Regions from separate parts of the Anas platyrhynchos genome. Here all the other regions are linked to region 2. The links are chromatin contacts, called in public Hi-C maps. All regions are on one chromosome and are shown on one strand. Each heading gives the region's core, a stretch centred on a gene start, on an enhancer-like site or on the middle of the called end of the contact. The rest is flanking DNA. Distances are from core to core; before and after follow the strand shown. Region 1 overlaps NPTN (neuroplastin). Region 2 holds the start of PPCDC (phosphopantothenoylcysteine decarboxylase). Region 3 holds the start of CD276 (CD276 molecule).

What was found. Hi-C and Micro-C count contacts between places; a contact is called where the count stands out from the background.
Region 1: a contact with region 2 is called in a Hi-C map of skeletal muscle, with 1.9 times the contacts expected there. The contact joins the enhancer-like site here to the promoter of PPCDC in region 2. A contact is called at or near these places in 2 of 8 Hi-C or Micro-C datasets (skeletal muscle and subcutaneous adipose tissue).
Region 3: a contact with region 2 is called in a Hi-C map of subcutaneous adipose tissue, with 1.7 times the contacts expected there. The contact joins the promoter of CD276 here to the promoter of PPCDC in region 2. A contact is called at or near these places in 3 of 8 Hi-C or Micro-C datasets (liver, skeletal muscle and subcutaneous adipose tissue).

What each region holds. Positions count from the first base shown.
Region 1 is chr11:12,973,216-12,977,598 of IASCAAS_PekinDuck_T2T, forward strand. NPTN (neuroplastin) reads left to right here. Exons shown (of 8, transcript XM_038184867.2): 6 at 2,845-2,866; 7 at 3,347-3,420. The coding sequence ends at 3,407. Among named protein-coding and RNA genes, the nearest start is that of REC114, 27 kb to the right of the region's middle. Within about 2 kb of position 1,741, at least 4 of the 8 cell types and tissues checked have an H3K27ac peak or open chromatin away from gene starts, as enhancers often do. A contact at or near this core is called in subcutaneous adipose tissue, where this site is marked.
Region 2 is chr11:12,786,859-12,790,946 of IASCAAS_PekinDuck_T2T, forward strand. PPCDC (phosphopantothenoylcysteine decarboxylase) reads left to right here and starts at 1,307. Exons shown (of 6, transcript XM_013097217.5): 1 at 1,307-1,449; 2 at 2,484-2,650. The coding sequence starts at 2,498. It overlaps SCAMP5 (secretory carrier membrane protein 5), which reads left to right. Exons shown (of 8, transcript XM_038184959.2): 8 at 1,206-1,345. The coding sequence ends at 1,245.
Region 3 is chr11:12,914,092-12,918,205 of IASCAAS_PekinDuck_T2T, forward strand. CD276 (CD276 molecule) reads right to left here and starts at 2,448. Exons shown (of 8, transcript XM_027466271.3): 1 at 2,296-2,448; 2 at 1,795-1,857; 3 at 60-410. The coding sequence starts at 1,834.

The DNA of each region.
Region 1 (4,383 bases), core at 491-2,990, 190 kb after region 2:
CCTGTAAAAGGGGAGCCCTCCACAAAATGCAGCCCCCTTCTCAGCCTGCTGTAGCATGAGTTCTGTTCCCAGACACTTAATGCAAGTTGAAGCTACAGCAAACATTTGTCATTCCCCCAGAGTTTTAACGTCCAGAAATTTTGCCTAAGAAGATCACGCTTGATGCGCAATGCACTAAAGACAGGAGTGATTCTAAACTTCCAATTCAGAAATCTGCAATTTCAGGGCAACACTAAGCAGATAATCACTATACCTACCTTAATCGTGCATTATATAAACAATGATCTGCTGGAGTCTGCAGGCCCTCCGAATTAAAAAGCCAACTCCTGGAAAACGAGGGGGTTTAGGTCGGTCAATTATGAAATCACAGCTTCACCTGGCAGCATTTCAGGAGCCCCGCAGGTGCGGAATGGAATGAAGCCGCATACTCAGAGGCTGGTTCTCTGTGGCCATGCATTTTAAATACTGTTGCGATAGAAATCAGTTACTAGAGCAGGTCTTCTGGCATAAAGGTTTTGAGTTATATTGATATTTGTCGGTTACTATGACTTCTTTTTTTTCCCCCCTTCAATTGCATCATACCCTTAAAAAAATGGTGGTAAGTGAGAGATCTGCATGCTTTGGAGTTTGTTTAATCTCCGCTTCAGTCTATACAATGCACAAGTCATAATGTTAACACTTTTTCTTAAAACTTCTTCATTCACGTTCACGACTAATTTGGATTTCAGTTTGCTGTTTTTAATCTTTATTTAATCTAATTTTGTACTTATTTTTTCTGTTGTTCTGTTGCCCCCTGATTTCGCTCAGGTTTCGGTCTTTGTCTGTACTGTACTGGGGATGCTTTTTCAGCAGAGAAAAGCCTGACCGGGGTAGTAACGCATAGAGAAATTTTCCTCGGTCACATTTTATCACCGTTTAGGTTATAGAAGGGGAAGGGGCGAGTGGTGGTGATCCACTGGTCTTAGGCTTTATGCACAATCACAAGTATCCTAATAGGCATTTTTGTTGGATCTTTGGCAGGGAAACTTTTTGCTGGCAGCCTTTATAAACGTGAAGCTTTTTTCTTTTAACACACTAAACTCCCTGTCTGAAATACACATCTAAATATTTTAACTGAGGAGGAAGGAACAATGGTTATTTGGTAGCGAGAGAGAGAGCTTGTATCTTAATGGTGCAGTTTGCTATTTCTGAAGTTCAGCAAAACAAACTCTCAAAGCTGTCTGATGCTTGTAGAAAGCTGAGATAACCGAGTGGTAACGCCGAACGGCGTCGGTAGTGCTACTGGCTTGGGCTGGGGGGGCGCAGGGCTTGCTGTCTGTCCCAGGCTCTTCCCACCGAGTGCGCAGAGTACGTAGCCTAGCCTGCTTTGCAATCTTTTGTGAGTCAAAAGATTATCGTGGAGGGAGGCTCTAGATTTACTCTACTGTGCTTTGTGTTTCAGTACCTGATGTGTCTCTGTATATCTCCACTGTATATACAACAGCACATTGATGTCTGGTTGTCCTTACTAGTCCTAGTTCTCTCTGTATCTTGTCCGATAGTGTACTGTTGCTGGTAATGGACTTCTGTGGACACTGGTGTGTCGCTAGTATGTTATTTTTGGCTGTAAAGCTCTCGGTTTGTGGTTAGTTCTTTATTTTTTTGAAATATTTTTTTGTTCCGGTCACTGTCTGTGCTAGCGGTGGCTTTGCCTCTCCGTTGCCTTGAAGGTACAGGTGGAGTAATGTCCTGTTTGACAGACATTACTCCTAGCGTGTGCTCATGCGGATGCCCACACTGTTCAGACTGTAATTTCCATAACTGCTTCATGTGCACCAAGCCCCCTTGTGGAATCCTGCTGAGAGTTTCTTGAAGGCTTCAGTGAAAAATCCCTCCCTCACAAGGGGGAGCAGCAACTGTGGAGTGCTCAAAACAGCAGGTCATGAATTGGTCCCCCAAAATACCTCTACGGGAACATTAATGTAACTTTCTGGATTGATTTTTGTACTGCTGCTTAAATGCACTTCCATCTTCTGTACTGCAGCTCGGGGGAAAAACAAGGGCTTTTTTAATTCAAAAAGTATTCAATTGGCCATGAAAGAACCCATATGAAACATCACTCGTTGGCAATTTTTTTCCAATTCTTCAAAGAGAATGTTTGTTCTTGCCAGGAAACACAGGCAGAACAATGCTGTCAGTCTTCCGTAGCTGAAGTCTGTTGTGACACCGGAATTTTTCCTGGTGCTTTGAGTCCTGTGCTCTATCGGACGTGCACACAAAGCCTGCCGCTATCCCAGGTCTATGCTTGGGTACTTGGATCAAGTATTGAATCTTCAGCCTCCTCCTAACCTGGTCTCCGATAATTAGATCTTGAGAGAAATGGGAAATGAAAAGGCTGTGTCGTCTGTGGTAGAAGATGAGCATATGGCGTGTACACCCTGTTGTGTATATACCAATAATTACCCACCCACAGTTGAAGGATGGCTTAAAAATCAATCCAAGAAAACAAACAGCAGGATTTTACAACTGAGATGTTGGTTTGTCTTCTCATCTATTTTTATAAGATTGAACCACTGGAACTTGGGGACAAGATGAGCCTGACCATATTGCAACAATCTGTCCGCTACAGTTGCAGTTCTTCATGACAAGCATTCAAAGTGTTAACTAAAACCATTGAAGCAACATACCTGCCATTAAAACTTGAATCCAGAAAATAACTCCATGAATCTTTGCACTACCAAGTGGAATGGCCTTTAATGCTGTAGATAGATTGGTTTGCAGTTGGGCTGGCAGCGGTACAAAGACTGACTCTCTTTTCTTTCCTTCCCTTGTCTTCCCTGGATTGCACCTGAATTCTTGCTGCAGATGATGAATCAGCTGGGCCAATGTAAGTGCACCGTAAGAAAAAAAAATATTGCTGAGATCACTCTGGGGGCTTACGGGAGTTGGCAGCGCTGTTACGTGTGCCATTACTAGCTGTGACATGAAAGCTCTAATAAAGATCAGCATGCCCTGTGTTATATAGCAAAGTAAAAGCAGGCAAAATCCTCACTCTTTGAAGCCTCTGAGTTTATCTCTGGCTTTTTTGGCCAAGGGAGTAAAAAGTCTATTGCGGGAGAGGCACAAAAAAGCCCCTGCTCCCAAATAAAGGGGGCTTGGACCACTGATGCTTGGGAATGATACCTGCTTGGTTTGTTGTTTGATGGCAGTGAAGTAATGAAAATTGAAATCTGCCAGATTCTTGCTTGACAATCAAATATTTTCAAAGGAGTTAGCATGTCATTCTTCCTTCATCCTATTTAACTTGGGATGTACAAAGAAAATTTTCCTACGCTTGTAATTTAATGCGTTTTTTTTCTTTCCCCAGGAAAACCAATTCTACAAACAATCATAAAGATAAAAACTTACGCCAGAGAAACACAAATTAAAAATGCTTATCATGTAAGTATGACTTGCACACATCTCAGAAACGGTCAGACTAAAGCCCTCCTTTTTCTCCCACGGTTTGCGTATGTAAACCAAACTCATTCTGTGTGTTAAAGCTACCAGCTGCTCAGAGTATGGCACTAGCCTTTCTGTCACGCTTCAAAGAGCACTGGGGGTTATCAAAAGAATTTTTTCATAAAATGTGTAGATAGTTTAATGATTCATAGTAGCAGTTATGTAGAGTTTGAGCGCTATCACTAATAAAAAGAGCCCTCATTTCATCTTAAAGCCCGGAAGCTAAGCTCGGTTGGGAAGCCTGTGCCTCCATTTAAGACCAAATTGGATGTTAAGCGCTTTGTTTAAGTACTGTTGTGGCACGTGATGTTGAAAATGCTGTCAGGCATTGACTAGCACCTTTTCTCATTTCTTTTTTAGAGCTTTAAGTTTCTGAGAGACTGATGGCAATATGACCTGCTAAATTTAAGGGTTGGAACTCTTGGTTCTAGAACTCCAGTTCTGTCTGATTTTTTTCCTTTTCAAGTGAGCAACAATATGACTGTCTAAAGCATGCCTTATTTAGCCTCTCCTGTAAGGATGACCTAGCCAGATAAATTTTAATACTGCTTCAGTGTAGAAGGTGTAAACTATTTTGGGCTTGATGTGCTGTGAATGTTGCTTTTCTTTTCCTTAATATATTTAAACATTAGAAGTAGTAAGTCGGATCACGCATGCACCATTTTTTACTTACTGTAGCTGTTAAATTGGCAAAGCTCTAAAGCGCACTGCTGCCATCTAGTGATACTTTTTGTAAAGTACAGCAAAACTTAAAAATATATACAGTATATATTTATATTTGGGGGAGGGGAAAACCAAAATACAGTAATTGTGTTTCATTTTTAAGCTGCTGATGTTCATTCCTTACTGTATGTCTGAAAGATGAGAGAATTATGCTGTTCTGGTACTCAGAGAAGTAATATA
Region 2 (4,088 bases), core at 57-2,556:
AAGAGGGGTGCCCACAAGCTGGCACTTGGCAGCTGCACCAGGGGAAATTTGGGGAGGCTGTGTGCTAACCCAGCTCTGCTCTGCATTTGGGGTGCCAGGAGTAACCCTGCACCCCAGGGCTCTGTCCCTGTGCCCTTGCTCTCACTTTCTTCCTGTATGCTTTTCATTTAAACCTTTAGCAGCCAATTTTTAACTCCTAGCAGTGAATTTTTAACCCCTAGCAGCCAATTTTTACCCCCTAGCAGCGACTCCTCTGCCTGGGACACGCATCAAGCACCACCCCGAGCCAGCGCTCCTGCTGGGGCTGACAGGACGATGCTCACCCCACAGCTCAGGGTGTTGGGGTGGGGAAATGCAGCTGGCCAGCCTGCAGCAGGGCAGGGACACAACGACCCCCCCGGGGCTGGGCTGCCACCAGAAAATAACGCACGCTTATAGCGCCTGGGGCTGGGCACTGACAATGGGGGGGCCTTGGGGCTGGGAGAAAACGGGGTGTTTGTGGTGCGGGTGACCAGAGCGGGGTGCGGCGTTGCCCCACGGGGCCCTGAGGCTGTGCTGGGGTAAATCTGTGTTTTTTGGGAGCCCCTGAGGGGCCTGGGCCTCATGGCGGCGCCGCGGGACTACATTTCCCAGCGTGCCCTGCGCTCTTCCGGGTTGTGCCCCCGTTGCTAGGGCGGGGAGCGGGGCCGGGCCGCGGGTAGGCCGCAGGTGGGCCCCGGGCCCTCTCCCCGGGCTCCCCGTGTGTGCCCTGCAGGCCGCCGGGCTCCTCCCGGCCGGTTTCGGCCTCGGCAGCCGTTAGGAGCGGTTCTCAGAGCTAAGGAGCCGGTAACGCCGCTGAGGGGCCGCCTGCTCTGTGCGCCCTTCGCGCTTAGCTCCCCCCCCCAGGGCTGTGAGGGGGAGAGGAGGGAGCGGTGCCTCCAGCAGCCCTCACGGCCTGTGTCCTACAGCTCAGCTTGGGGGTGCTTCGGTGAATTAATCGTTACTTAATAAGAGTTTTCATCTCTGGGCAGCTTGCGATAGCTTTAATTTTCGTTAGGTAAGCACGTGAAGTGCCGCTGTGGTATCAGACCACCCTAGCCGCTACGTACACTGATAATCCCGTTCTGTAATTTCTCGTGGTAAGCAGTGCCTGGAAGGTCAAGCTGAAATTGTGCTCCTGTCCTAGCTCTTTTTTTATTTGCCTTTTTTTTTTTTTTTTTTTTCAGCCACATTGACAAACCCCAGGGGCCTGAGCACAACGTATGAATTCCCAGTGGAGCGTGGAGAAAGGATGTGCGGCTCCCTTCGTGCCTCGGCTGAGGGGCTGAGGCAATTAGTGAGGATCCTGGTGCTTGTGCCTCTTGGTGGCTCAGGCTCCTGTGTAGCTGTTGCCCGAGCGTGATCTGAATCGCCCCATGAAGGATCCTAAATTAAACTTGGATCTGAGTGAGCTCTGGGAATGACCAAGAGGTAAATGTTCTCCAGGGAACCCAGCTGCCTCACTCCAACGTCCAAGCTGGTGCGTAAAATAAAGCTGGTGTTAAGATTTTTTCCTTCCTCTCTTTTACCCAAAATGCTTCCAGGTAACTTCCTCTGAGTAATGAGGTTAGTTTCACTGAATCCTGCTGTGATGCCTTCACTAACGTACAGTTTTCAGATGTTTTACATAAGAGAGCTTGCTCTTTGTTAGTTTCAAGACTTAATAGAGACGTTCATATGGATTCTGTAGAGGAGTGCTTTTCTTTTACTGAATACTTGTGAGTGATTTATCATTAGTGACTTATCAGCGTGGCAGAACACTCAGAGATGGCAGAAGAGCATTCTGAATCATCTCTGCTTGCCACACGCCTTCAAAAACAACCTCTAGGCCTCTAGGTAGCCTTGGCTGGCAGTGGGGGATGAGTGAGTGGTTCTGGCTTTCACATTCCTACAGTGTTTGTACATAGTGGCTGGTTTGGTTTATGTTTTATTCACAGTTTGGGTCTTTTTTGCCCGATCTACACAGAGTAATTCCTAGTGCTACTGTAAATATGCATTAATACGATGGGCAGTAGAGCTCTAATGCTTGCCTGAGGCCCCCCAGAATTTTTACTTCCTGAAATGTCTACCTGCGTTTATTCTTCTCCACAGAGCGTGAAGGGAGCACGACTCAGCTGGGCTGCGTGTCTTGCCTGCAGTCTGTGCCGTGTCCACCACAAGAGGGCATATTTCTGTTCTGGGGGCTGTTGGCTTTACCAACAGCATCGAGCTTGTGTAATTTCTGGCATTCTGTTTACTGTTGTCCCAGAGAACCTGTACGTAAGGAAAATGGGAGGAGTCCGGCTACTCCTGTGCTTAAAGGGGTGCCTTTAATAAAATAAAAGCTTTGTGGATCAGGGCCTGAATGTTCAGCATCAGACCGAGTTGCTCTGGGTCCTGCATAGCCCACGCTTAGACCTGTGTCTTTGGGAGTACTTCAGGAGTACCTGCTGTGCTAAAATTCTTTTATATTTCTGTGCTCCTAGAGTTTGACTGGACCATGGAGCCCTTCTCACCTCTAGAACCAAAGGCAGCTGCAGAAACGGGTTCGTCTGTGCCAGAGAAAAAATTCCGTGTCCTGGTGGGTGTGACTGGCAGTGTGGCTGCCCTGAAGCTGCCTCTCCTCATCTCTGAATTGCTGAAAATACCTGGGGTGAGTAAATCTTATCGGTAGAGCTGGTGCTATCCTGGTTTTTTGGTTTCCAGGAGAGACTGGATGGCTTCTGCTGAAGTGAAGAGTTCCATCTGGCCTTGAGCCCTTTTGTTTGAAACTTGGGACAGGTTCCTCCTGCTTTTAAAAATCAATATTTCTTTTCATATCATTTCTTACTTCTCTACACTTAAGCTTTAGCTTGAAATTAGGTTTAAAGGGCAGCCACTATTCCTAGATACTTCCCTGGGCAGCCCTGGCTGCAGACACAGGTGGATGCTTTTTGGAGGTTAACATTTTTAATTAGGACCCTGCAATTTTTGGTAGCTGAGATGTGGGCTTTACAAAGAGGGACGCTGCCGTCTGACCAGCAAAGAGCAACCAGATCTTGTAGAAACAGGAGATCCAAGCCAGTATGTGTGTCTGAGCATTTTTATTTATTTTTTAACTCGAGTTTGTTGTTAGGAGTAACAGAGGTGTCCAGCAGAGGCCACTAGTGACTAGAGTCAGGGAAGGAAGTGTGGTAACTTTTGCTTTAGAGTGAAGGTAGGGGAAACTGTAGAAGCCTGGAGCTTTTAAGAAGCAAAGCGTCTGTTTTGGAGCAGCAAAATGAAAGAGGAGCAGGAGCAAGAGTGTGCATTAAATATCCACGGCTCTTGGTTACAGTACCTGCTGAATGTCCTTTCGAAATGATTTTGACCTGAAATAATTACTGAGGCCAAAGGTCCTAGCTTGGAGCAGGGGGGTGAAGCCAAATGGTGCTGAGGAAGTGGGTGACCAGCCCAGAGCCAGCTCCAGCCGTCATCCTCTTAGCAAGGGATGCAGGGCACGCATCCTCTCGTCCTCTTGCCTTGGATCCACTTCGCTGTGGTCTCTTTTCCCTTGCTCCTGGCACTGGGGATGCCCTTTGGAAGTGGCAGGAAGAATGCAAATGGTCTGCTGTAGGAATCGAGATCAAATGCGTTGCTCCTCTGTCAGCTTTTGATGCATAATTAACAGCTGCAGATGGCTGGTCCTAAATTCTGTGCTCTGTGACATCTGTTGGAGGCCTTGTGGCCACTGGTTTTAGGCTGTGTTGCGTAAAAAATAAAAGACAAACGAGTATTCAGTCTGTCCAGGAGCTTCTCATATCAGTTTTGTTAGTTAAATTTATTTGTTTACTCAGTTCTGATGTGATTTTGCTGCCTGATCTAAAGCCTGGTGGGTGAGGTCAGTGTAATTTCTCAGTCAAGTTTAAGGCCTGCTGCATTAACTGACAGAGCAGAACTTTGGGAAGCAGGGCAGAGGCGGAGGAAGGCTTTGGTACCAGCAGAGATGCAGCCAGAGGTTTGAAATGAGAGTAGTTTAAAATTGTCATTTCTGCTAAAATGATTCTCAGCCAACAACTTGGTGGCACAATTTTGCACACATTAAGCTTTAACGTGTCCTTGAGGGTGATAAT
Region 3 (4,114 bases), core at 1,198-3,697, 130 kb after region 2:
GTGTGACAGAGAACCCTTCTCGTGGGGGAGGCACCCCGGGACACCTCTCCACCTCTCACCTGCCACCTGCAGCGTCACGGCAGCGCTGCTGTAGTCACGGACGCGGACAAAGCAGGTGAAGCTGCCCTCATCCGCGATCTCCACGCGCCGGAGGAGCAGCGAGACGTTGCCCTGGGCCAGCTGGTCGTAGAAGAGGGCCGTGCGGTTGGCGTAGCCCCCGCCCTGGTCAGCCAGCTGGTCCCGGCCGCCAGAGAAGCTGTGCACCAAGCGCTTGGTGTCCGTCAGCTGCCAGATGAGGCTGAGGTCGTCCAGGCTGAAATTGGCCTCGGGGGAGAAGGAGCAGCGCAAGGTGGCGTCTCGGCCAAAAAGGGCCACCACGGGCTCCTCCGGGACCTGGATCTCCATGGCACCTGCAGGAGAGAAGCATCTCCTTAATTATCCAGCTGGCTAATTAATGACTAAGAGAATCGAGGGGCTGGGAAGGGAGGAAAACATCTCCAGCCCTTCCCAGCAAAGCGAAGCTGGGGACAGCAGCAGCCTCCCAGGGGTGAGCCCAAACCCGGGGCACTGCTGCCCTCAGCTGCCAGCAGGCAGCAAGTGCCACCCGTCACGGGGACAGCACTGCCAGGAGCACCCCGTGGGTGCCCAAACCTGCTCGGGGCCGCTTCTGTTTTGGTAGGGTCTACAAGAAGCCACCCCAACGGCGGGCTGCAGAGAGGATGGAGGCGATGAAGCGGCGCTAGATGGCACCAGTGCCATGCCCAGGTGGGACGTGCCCAGGTCCCTCTGCCAGCCCCAGGTGGCACTGGGTGGCACTGGGTGGCACTTGCTGAGCTGGCAGTGGCGCGGGCGGAGGCGTGGATCCGGCCCCCAGACCCTCACCACCCACTCGCCCCCTGTCCCCTAGGGAATGATGGCAGTGGGTGGGGATGTCCCAGCAGAGCCACGTTCCTCAGTGTTATACGGGGAAGGAAAGGGGGAAAAATCCCACCTGGCACCAAGGGAGGTGCATCGGCAGTGAGGTTTGACACCCTGACCCCAATAAATCCCTGCAGGAGAGGAGCTCAGGAGGGAGCCAGGCTGGCTGAGCCCTGCCAGGGGACACGGATGGACAGACAGACGGACAGACACAAGCACAGCGCCCGGGCAGCCAGCCTGGCTCTTGGCAGGCCCCACGGCGTCACAGCTCCCTCCGGCTATTAATAAAGGCCTGTGGGTGGTTTTTAGGAACATCACCCGGCCTGGCTGCTGGCTGGCGAGCATCCCAAAAGGAATCTTCCCCACTGCCCCCCTGTGCTGTGGAGCCGCAGGGGGCTGCTGCAGCAATGCCAGGGGTTTGGGTCGAGCCTTGGTGTGCTGGCAAAGGGCTCAGGGAGCCAGGCCAGGACCACTCATCCCTCTCCAGGAGCCAGCGGGCGCTGGTGGTGTGCCCGGAGGAGGTCTGGGAGCTGCCGAGTGTGGGGCCGGATCCAGCCCCGTGACATCCCTCAGGACGTGACCCCGCTGTGCCTTCACCATTTGGCTGCAGCACGTGGGACGTGGAGCCCCTCAACACCGGGACCCTCCTCCCGCGGCGGTGGGTGAGGGTTTGCCCCTCTTTGTGCCCGCAGCGTACCCGGGAGGAGCACCCCAGAGGGGTCCCCACTCACCCCAAAGGGGTCCCTGCTCCCCCAGAGGCGTCCCCACTTACCCCAAGGGTGTCTCTATTCACCCTAGAGGGATCCCCGCTCACCCCAAAGGAGTCCCCGCTCACCCCAAAGGGGTCCCTGCTCCCCCCGAGGGGTCCCCCCTCACCTGCCAGGCTGAGCGCCAGGGCGAGCAGCGGGCAGAGCATCGCTGGGGCGTCTCCTCAGCACCCTGGAAGAGGGGGGGAAGAGGGGGGGGAAGGAAAAAAAAAACAAAAAAAGAATAATAATCAAAAACTATCCATTCAAACAATTAAGAAAAGATCAAAGAAAATCAAAAAAGACACCCAAAGGGTGTCGGGAACCTCGCCGCTCCCCCCCCCCCCGCCCCGTCGCTCCCTCCCCAAGCCGCTTCCCCGCGGCTCAGCCCCAAACCGGGGGGGCCCCGAGGGGGAGCCCCCAGCGAGGGGAAGGCGGCGGAGCCCCCCCCACGCCCCTCGGGGCCCCCCCTGCCGGTCCCATTCATTCCCCCCCCGCCAGCACAAAGCCCGGGGAGGCCCCGGGGCTGTGGCCGAGGCCGGGGCCGCTCCCGGAGCCCCGGGGGCCGCGCCCGGAGCCCCCCCCCCGGCGCCCCCCCGGCGCCCCCCGTCCCCGCCCGGCCTGCACCTACCGCGCCCCGGCCCCGCTCGGCCGCGCTCGGCTCCCTCCGGCTCCCTTCGGCTCCTTTCGGATCCCGTCGGATCCCTTCGGATCCGCTCGGGCCCTGGTTGGCTGCGGCCGCTTCCTGCCCGGGGTCCGGCGGGGGAGGAGGGGCCGGGGGGGGAAGGGGGGAATGGGGGGTGTGGGGCTGGGAAATGGGGGGTGTGGGGCCGGGGGGTGGGGTGCGGGGAGTCCTAGAGTTGGGGTGTGTGGATATAGGGAATTGGGGTGCATGGGGCCAGGGATTGGGGTGCAGGGAGTCCTAGAGTTGGGGTGTATGGAGATAGGGAATTGGGGTGTATGGGGCTAGGAATTGGGGTGTATGGAGATAGGGAATTGGGGTGCATGGGGCCAGGGATTGGGGAATAGGGGAATGGGGGATTGGGGTGTAGGGAGCTTCAGGTGTGGGGTGGATGGAGATAAGGGATTGGGGTGCATGGAGCTTGGGGATTGGGCTGTACAGGGCTGGGGGATTGGGGTGCAAGGTGCCCTAGGTGTGGGGTGTATGAAGATAGAGAATTGGGGTGCACAGAGCTTGGGGTGCACAGAGCTGGGGGTTGGGGTATACAGAGCTGGGGGAATAGGGGTGCAGAGGCACTGGCAGCCCCACACCATCCTCGGTGGAAGACGCTGCTAGAGAGGGAGGGACCCCCAAATATTTGGGAGGCGCAGTGCGGGGGTGCCCACAAAAGCAAGACCTCAGACACACGGTACCTGGGCAGCTCTCACCGTGTCCCCAAGGCTCCCGCATCGTCCCCATGACTCGGTGGCCCCAGTGCCCACGTGGGAGGCTTCAGTCTCACTGCGGGGGAGAAAAGGAAGCTCCTCACCCTTTTGATTACAGAGCAAAGCTGGACCAACCAAACCTGGAGAGCTCAGAGCTAAAAAGCAAATAAAAATACCCTGAGATGTGCTATATTTAAAACCACTTGATTTTTTTTTATTTTTTCCCTGTGAGCAAGGAAGGATGTTGTGGTGATGGAGCTGGCAAAGCCTTGACCCAAGCTCCGTGGGTGAGAGCAACAAGAACAATCGAGGATGAAGCAAATACACTTCAAAAGCAGCTACGCTTCAAAACTGGGAGCTCGATTTGCAGCTGTGCCTGCAGATCAGGAGGGTGCCTCTGTCCGTGCCCAGCCTGGTGGGGGTGGTGGCTGTGCACAGCTCCTGGAGACCAGATGCAAGAGCCCCATCCACCCAGAGGCATTTTTGGGGGATGCTACCAAAAAGGATGCAGCCCTCCATCTCCAATTGGAGCCCAGCTGGGCTTGCAGGGGCCTTCTGCAGGAGAGGAGTCCCTACCCAGCTCCAGAAATGCAAGTGAAGCCCGAGGGGTTCAGCAAAAAGATCCCAAAAAGATGCGAACTGCCAATGCAGGGCTCAGACATCACAGTGTCTGAGCGCCAGCGATTCCTTACTGTTAAAATAAATAAAATCTAAAACGCCCTTTGAAACAAAGGCAGATTTTTCCACATCAACGCTAGCTTAGAAATTAAAATCGATGCTGCTTGCAAGCCTGTTCATAATTAACAAGGAACAAGGCTTCCAGGGAGGAATTTAAATAGTGGATGCTCTGTCCCAAATGAGTATTTTTGGCTAATTTTCCTTCCTCGCACCCTGAAGTACCCGAGGTATGTGCATGATAACAAAGCTGATGACAACAGAAAAATGAATAAATAAATAAATAAGCAAACAAACACGGGAAGGCAAAGAAAAGGCGGCGATTTGCAAGTTTAATTTTACGTTCAGCCAGGATCTGCTCGAGGAGACGCACTAAGGTGCTGGGGCAC